Linked DNA regions of Hordeum vulgare: region 1 is linked to region 2. The links are chromatin contacts, called in public Hi-C maps. All regions are on one chromosome and are shown on one strand. Each heading gives the region's core, a stretch centred on a gene start, on an enhancer-like site or on the middle of the called end of the contact. The rest is flanking DNA. Distances are from core to core; before and after follow the strand shown.

Region 1 (3,544 bases), core at 866-3,365, 270 kb before region 2:
CCTGAGGTACGCAGAAATAGATTCGGGCGAATCAGATTCATAATTGGCGCACATGAAAAACTTCATGCCCAACTAATCTGAAAAATCCGTCACCTCCTTCACCTTGCAGAGATCACCGCACCAACATCGAACTGCTTCCACACCCCGAGGCAAACTCGCACTCTGCATTTTCTTAGACCTGATGCTCTGATCCGAGCAAGGCAAACTCATATTCACTGGATGATGGAGGAAGGAAGGCAGTGCTAGTATTCTCAAGTGAGGTTGGATGATGGAGGAAGGCAGTCCAATGCCTCCTTTTATAGACTTAGATGACCAGGAAGATGGCGGGAAAACGAGGAGGGAAATGAGGCGGGAAAGATTTGGCGGGAAATAAGAGGGTAAATAGTTGGCGGGAAAGGTGGCGGGAAAATAAACGGGAAAAATTAGGCGGGAAAGGTGGTGCGAAAAATTAGGCGGGAATGGAGACGTGGAAATATTTGCGGCAACGGAGGAGGGAACAAAATGGCGTGGCCGATTGGGGGAATATGGGCAGGAAATGGAGTAGGCAAAATAGCTAACGTTCAAAATACACATAAGTTTCTTACATAAAATATCATCACGAGTGAGACGGATAGTTTGGATGCCCTCCTCCTTACACAACATAAAATATCATCGCGAGTGAGACGTTCAAAATACACATAAGTTTCTTACATAAACGTGGAAATGGAATATTTTTTGTGTGCGGGGAGAAATAAGGAGAAGAAATAGAGAAAGGAGATAAGGTAGAATGGGAGGAGGGAGATAAGAAATAGAGAAAGGACAAGGAAGGAATAGCAAAGAGAGGGGGGAAGGGCAGGGCTGGGGCTGGCTCGTGGCCACTACTCGGCCACGGCTAGGCCGAATGCCCTATCGGCTTCCCCAAAGCCGAGTGGCAGTGGCCGGCCACTAATCGGCTTCCACGTGGCCGAGAGCCCCCTGTCGGCCTCGCCAAAGCCGACAGCCTCCTGTCGGCCGCAGCAAAGCCGACAGCCTCCAGTCGGCTACAGGATGGCCGAGGCAGGTATACTTTTGGAAATTTCGAATTCGATGCATTTTTTTTCAAAAAGAATAAAAAATGCATATTAAAAAAAATAGCGACTATATGGCCGTCCTATACGGCGTTGCACGCGCCCATTCCCGTTTCTAGCGCCTGCAGCGTCCCATACTGGGTCATCCCAATAACCTTTAACTTCAATGAGAAAGAAGAAAAATAAATAAAAAGAAATAATAATTTAGAAAAGTTCATTAATTTTCAAATATTTTATAAATTGTTTATAAAGTCAACCTAATTACAAAAAAACTCACTTATTTTCAAAAACGTTCATCAAATTTGAAAAATGTTAATAACATTTTTTAAGTTCATCGAATTTAAAAAACGTTCACCAAATTTGAAAAAAAGTTCATCCAAATTTATAAAAATTCAACATGTTTTAAAATAGTTCGTCAAATTTGAAAAAAAGTTCACAGATTTTGAAAAATGTTCACGAATTTTAAAATATGTTCACTGATTTTCAAACAAAGTTCACCAATTTAAAAAAAAAGTTCATTGATTTAAAAAAAAGTTCATCAATTTCAAAAAAAGTTCACAGATTTTAAATTATGTCTGTGGATTTTCAAAAATGCTCACAAATTTCGAAAAAAGGTTCATAGATATGGAAAAAAGTTCAAGAAAAAATTCATGAACTTTTTAAATTTGAAGAAATACAAATAAATATGAAAAAGTTCATAAAAAGTAAAAAAAATCATGTAGTTTTCAAACAAAAAGTTCGTCAATTAGAAAAAGAAATCACATATTTTCGGACACTTCATCAAACAAGTGGAGAAAAATAAGAAAAAAATCAACAAAAAAAGGTAAACGAAAGAAAAGGAATCAATGTTTAATAAATGATTTATTGGTTCAAACATTAGCATAACCGTGCTCATTGCTTTTATGGTTACAGCAGGAAACTTCGACCAAGTAAGAATCCTACTCCCTTTCTCTTTTTTCTCTTTTAATTTAAAAGGAAAAAAGCAATATGGGCCAAGCCCAAGTAGGTGCGCCCTGCAGGTGCCCGTCGGCCGACGGGCGCATATGCGCCAAATAGGAATTGCCGCGACTATATCTTGCATCACACGAGGCGGAGCCAGGTCTCACTTAAGGAGCACGCCAATAGGCCCGCCAAGTGCCCGGGAGGCCACTGCGTCGTTTTTTTAATTTGTTTTTCGTTTTGTGATTTCCTTTTTCTTACTTTCTTTCACACTTTCAAATATTCTGAAAAATATTTCAAAAATACACATTACATATTTTTTTGAAAATTATTATTCATGCATTTAAAAAATGTTAAAATATATCCAGTATGTGTGGAAACTTTTGATCATGTACTTCAATAATGTGAATATGGATTTGGAAAATATATTTTAAAAGTTTTTAAATTATATATTGAAACATTTTAAAACTGTTAAATGTGTTTAGTAAAAATGTTGACCAGATATGCAATAAATATTATTCTTGTGTTGTATTCAAGAAAATGTTAAATAATTATTCAAAAATGTTAAATGTGTATAGAACAAATGTTGTAAACGTATACTAAAAATATTAACCTTCTGTTGTATTCAAAAGATGTTAACCAAGTATTTCAAAAATATTAATTAGGCACTTGAAAATGTTAAATGTGCATAAAAACTGTTGACCCTGTCTAAAAAGTGTTAACCTTGTAATCTTTTTAAAATGTGTTACACTTCTATTTGAAAAATGTAACTCAAGCATTCACAAAATGTTAAATGTCTAAATAAAAATGTTGACTATGTATGAAAAAACATTAAGTTGTATGTTAAAAATATAAACAAACATTAGAAAAATATTAAATGTGTATATCTAAATGTTGACCAGGTATTCAAAAAATGGTGGTATTGTATTTGAAAAAAATTTAAACGCCTGTTAGTGAAGTGTATTATATATATACCAAAAATATGTATATAGAAACAGCTAAATACTATGAAATTCTAGAAAGAAATAAGGGAAATAATCCCCCTCAACCGACCGATCATTGTGTGATCGTCCATCGCCTCCATATCCATTGGATGGGCTCGTAATCGGGAGCCAAGCATGTTCACCCTTTGTAACTCGTTCATTTTTTCAGAAGGGGTTCTGCAACTAACCCCTTGTTGCAAATCGACCAAACTAGATTCTGCAGTGGCCCATGTTACAAAATAATATTCTGCAACAGAACCCATGATGTAATTTATTTTTCCGTAACATGACCCATGTTGCAAAATAAATAAATTTGTAACACAATCTATGTTACAAAAAATCAAAAACATAACTTATGTTGCAAATGGTTTTGCAACACAAGCTCTATTGCAAAGTACATACTACATTTGACAGATGAATTATTTTAAATCTAACGGCTCATCAGGCGGCGGATCTTTTAAAAGGATCCGTCGACCGAAGTGTAGCATGCCCCAATGAATAAACAAAGCCGAATGAAAAAAGAAAACAAAAAAAACCTGATGAAAAATAAAGAAAAAGAAAACCCAGAAAAAACTG
Region 2 (3,765 bases), core at 93-2,592:
AAAAAATTCTGATCAAGTATTTGAAAAATAATAAATGTTTATAGAAAAACTGTTGACTATGTATTAAAAAATGATAAACTATTTTTCTCATGTATATGAATATATAAATTAAGCATTTAAAAAAGAAAATAATGAACTAAATCAAAGAAAAAAAAGAAGTGAAACCGAAGAAAACGAAATAGTTAGAAAAAGCTGGGAAGGCCGGCAACGATTGCCTCTAGTAAGTTGCGATCCTACTACTAACCACTAAGGCTATGTTTGATTGCAAAGTATAAAAAACACAAAGTATTGAAAAACTACAGTATTTTTGCCAATAGGTACAAAATACCATAATTTTAATATATCCCAGAACAAGATAGGTTGTTATTTCACATGCTGAGTGCTTCTTTTTTTTAGACAGAGAAAATATTGTGGTTTTGCAAAAAAAATTGGAAAACGTTTGAGCCGGCGAGTCGGCCGAACCGTTCGGCTGGTCACACGCGACGCGCGCTGGTCTGGCCCAGTCATGCAGCATTTTTTGTCCAGATTTTCTGTAACCGGCGTTTAAATTTGCTACAAGCTTTTCCCATTTGCTACAATTTATTCATTAAAAAAGTTATATCCACGTTTGCTTGCAACCGACTTCATCGAATATTTTCGTTACAACTGATGTTTGATTTTTACTACAACCGGTGTTAGTTTTTGCTACAACCGATATTACTTTTTGCTGCAACCGTTCACTAAAAAAGTTGCATACACGTTCGTCAGAGTTGTAACCCGAGTTCACCGAATTGTTTTGCTACAACCCACATTTTTTGATTTGCTACCACGCATCATCAACATCGTTTTTTTTTTGCTATGTTCACATTGATATTTTCTGCTATAACCATATTTTTGCTACATTCTCGGCCAAAATTTGCTACATCGTTGTTTATTTTTGTTTTAGTCAATGATTTTTGCTGCATGGACAGATCGGACGGTCAAACCAGATTTGATCGAGCGGATCGGGCGGTTCAAGTGCGGTCGGATGAAAGTTTGGATCGATGCGACAGCGTAGAGCAGTGCCTAAAAATGTAGCAATAATAATACAGTTTTTAGTTATAGCCAAACAGCCCACTGTAATTAAAACTGTAGCAATTAGAAAAACTGTAGTATTCTCGAAATACATAGAAAATACTGAGCTATCAAACAGGGCCTAACTGGAAGTGGGTGGAGCGGTTAGCTGTGCCGGTGATCTCCCTGGAAACGAGGGATTGATCACATGTTCTCCCCCTTTTCAATTATTTCCTTCAATGTACACGGGGATGGGCCAGCTTAAATATTATCGATTCTTCAGCGAGGATTTCTAGGGCCTCGCTGCATACAAGATATAGTCATGTTGCGTCGAGGCGGCGAATATCCCCCTCACTCACTCGATTTTGTGTGGGCCGGTCCATTAAGAGGTTACCACTTTAGTTTAGTTTATTCGCTAGTTTGGGAAGCTTCCAGCCGGTTACGGAAAGCTTCTCGAAACTCCTGATGAGCTTTTAGTTTACCTTATTGCTCGGTTTTTCACTCCTTTCAGCTTTTATTTCTTTTCTTATTGTTTGTTTTCGTTTTCCTTTATTTATTTTGGCTTTGTTATTCTTCTAGTTTCTGTATTTTTTATTCCCTTTCTTCTTGTTCCTTTTTTATTTATTTTTGCAAAATACATGCACTTTTTTAATCCAAATCTGGAAGAAGAACCAAAAAAACAATTTTGTGAGTTCTGACGGAAATCTTGTTACATTTTTTCTCAAAATTACCGAAATATTTCGATTTCTTGAGCAGTTTTAGAACCTGCTTACTTTAAAAAAAATCTGGTGAACTTTTTCTGAATTCATGAAGTTCTTTTAAATTCGTCATCCTCTCATAAATGATCACTGGACTTTTGTTCCAGTTTCGTGAAATGTTTTCCAAAATTGACAAACTTGTTTCAGTTTTATGATTTTTTTATCAAAACATGATGGCTAGTTTGAATCAGTAAAGTTTTTTTTTCAAATATGTAAGATTTTTCAAAAAAATCACGAAATGAAATATATTTTTACAGCTTCAGTTTTAGAAAATTTCAAATAGCCAATGGTTGACCGGTAAACCATCGAGTGATCGAATGAAGGAATGGCTCATGTCACCGAGGAAGTGCGACTGCTTTTCGTATTTAGAGCTGCAGGCACTGGTTTCTATCTTACGGTCAGTCGTGTGACGAGCTAACCACTTCACCGTCCGTTGTTAGCTGCACAGTTGCTGCTTCTTCCACTCTTTTCCTTACGTCTTTTCCTTTTTCCTATTTTATCACTTATTGTTTTTAAAAAAAATTCAACTTTTTTATTCAAAATAGTTTTGTTCTTTTTGTGATTTGATCCCTCGACGGTTTTGTTCTTCTTTAAAAAAAATAGATGAACTTTTTTCAAATGTAATAATTTAATTTTTTAAATTCATTGAACTTTTTCTTGGGTTCTGTTTTTTTTCAAATTCGATGATTTTTTTTTCAAATTTTATGAACTTTTTCCCGATTTAATGATTTTTTTTCCCGAATTATGTGAACTTTTAATAATTTCAACGTGAAAAAATTAATCAAATTTGAAATTTTTTGAGTAAATTCGAAAAAGTTCACATTTTGTCTAGCGCTGAAGGCATCAAAACGGAGATCCCGCTAGGAACGTGAGTGAGGCAGTATTCTCTTTTATTTTAGGATCCCGTGGCAGTATTGTCCCGACCCAGGTTCCCGCACAAGCTTGTTTGTTCCTATGTTTTTCCATTTGTTTGATTCTTTTACTTCTTTCTTATCTTCATATTTTTGAAACGAATTTCAAATACATATAATCAAAAATTAAATTTTAGTTTTCGTAATTGAAGCTGTGTATTGGAAAATTAGTAACATGGTATAAAAAATTATTAGCACAGTTTTAAAAAATGTTGATGCTAATAAATTTCAAAACGAATGTTCATGAACTTGAAACCAACTTTCATGTTTCAGAAAAATGTATGCAGTTCTTTTAAATGTATAGACAATGTAAAAAAGAATGTCTGCATAATGTAAAAATATGTATTTAGTACCATTAAAATATGAATGCGACACTTTAGAGATATATTCCCGCTTTCTCAACAAATTGTGATATTAAACAAAATTGTGTAGTTTAAATATTTATTTGCATTAAAAATATGTATGTGATATTTTAAAGAGATATTCACATATTTACTAAAATAACCGACAATTTTTCAAAAATTTCTATATAATATAAAACAATGCTTGTGTAGTTAAAAACATTTATTAGCATTAAATAAATTTACAAACTGTATTTGGAAAATTTACTATGTACTAAAATGTATACAATGTAAAAATAATTCTCAGATAGTTTGATAAGTTTTATTTTACCACTTAATTAAGGTTCAATGTCTACTTGGAAAATGTTACTGTGTATCCAAAAAATTGTTCTAAGCATGTGTTTCCAAACAATGTACATCAACTATTTGAAAAATGTCCAATTTTTATCAAAAAAGTTTTTCACATGGGAACTAAAAAAGTACATTGTACTGGGAAAAATTATTAATGTATTAAAAAGGAAAACCCATAATAACCAACAAAAAGCAAAATGAAATGAAAAAACGAAGAAATAAAGAAAACAAAACCAATGTATAACAACAAAAGAAAAATACGAAGAAAATCAATGAAAGACAAAGAAAATCGAAGTATAACAAAAAATAAAACCAAATAAATCAGTGGAAAAAGAATGAGAACCAAAGTATAATTTAGAAAAGAAAAAGCAA

What was found. Hi-C and Micro-C count contacts between places; a contact is called where the count stands out from the background.
Region 1: a Hi-C map of leaf shows a contact between it and region 2, with 2.6 times the contacts expected there. The contact joins two enhancer-like sites. A contact is called at or near these places in 3 of 6 Hi-C or Micro-C datasets (leaf and seedling).

The regions. Positions count from the first base shown.
Region 1 is chr5H:496,241,877-496,245,420 of MorexV3_pseudomolecules_assembly, reverse strand. No RefSeq gene overlaps it. Among protein-coding and RNA genes, the nearest start is that of LOC123396728, 30 kb to the right of the region's middle. Within about 2 kb of position 2,115, at least 2 of the 3 cell types and tissues checked have open chromatin away from gene starts, as enhancers often do. A contact at or near this core is called in leaf, where this site is marked.
Region 2 is chr5H:495,971,873-495,975,637 of MorexV3_pseudomolecules_assembly, reverse strand. No RefSeq gene overlaps it. Among protein-coding and RNA genes, the nearest start is that of LOC123396721, 25 kb to the right of the region's middle. Within about 2 kb of position 1,342, at least 2 of the 3 cell types and tissues checked have open chromatin away from gene starts, as enhancers often do. A contact at or near this core is called in leaf, where this site is marked.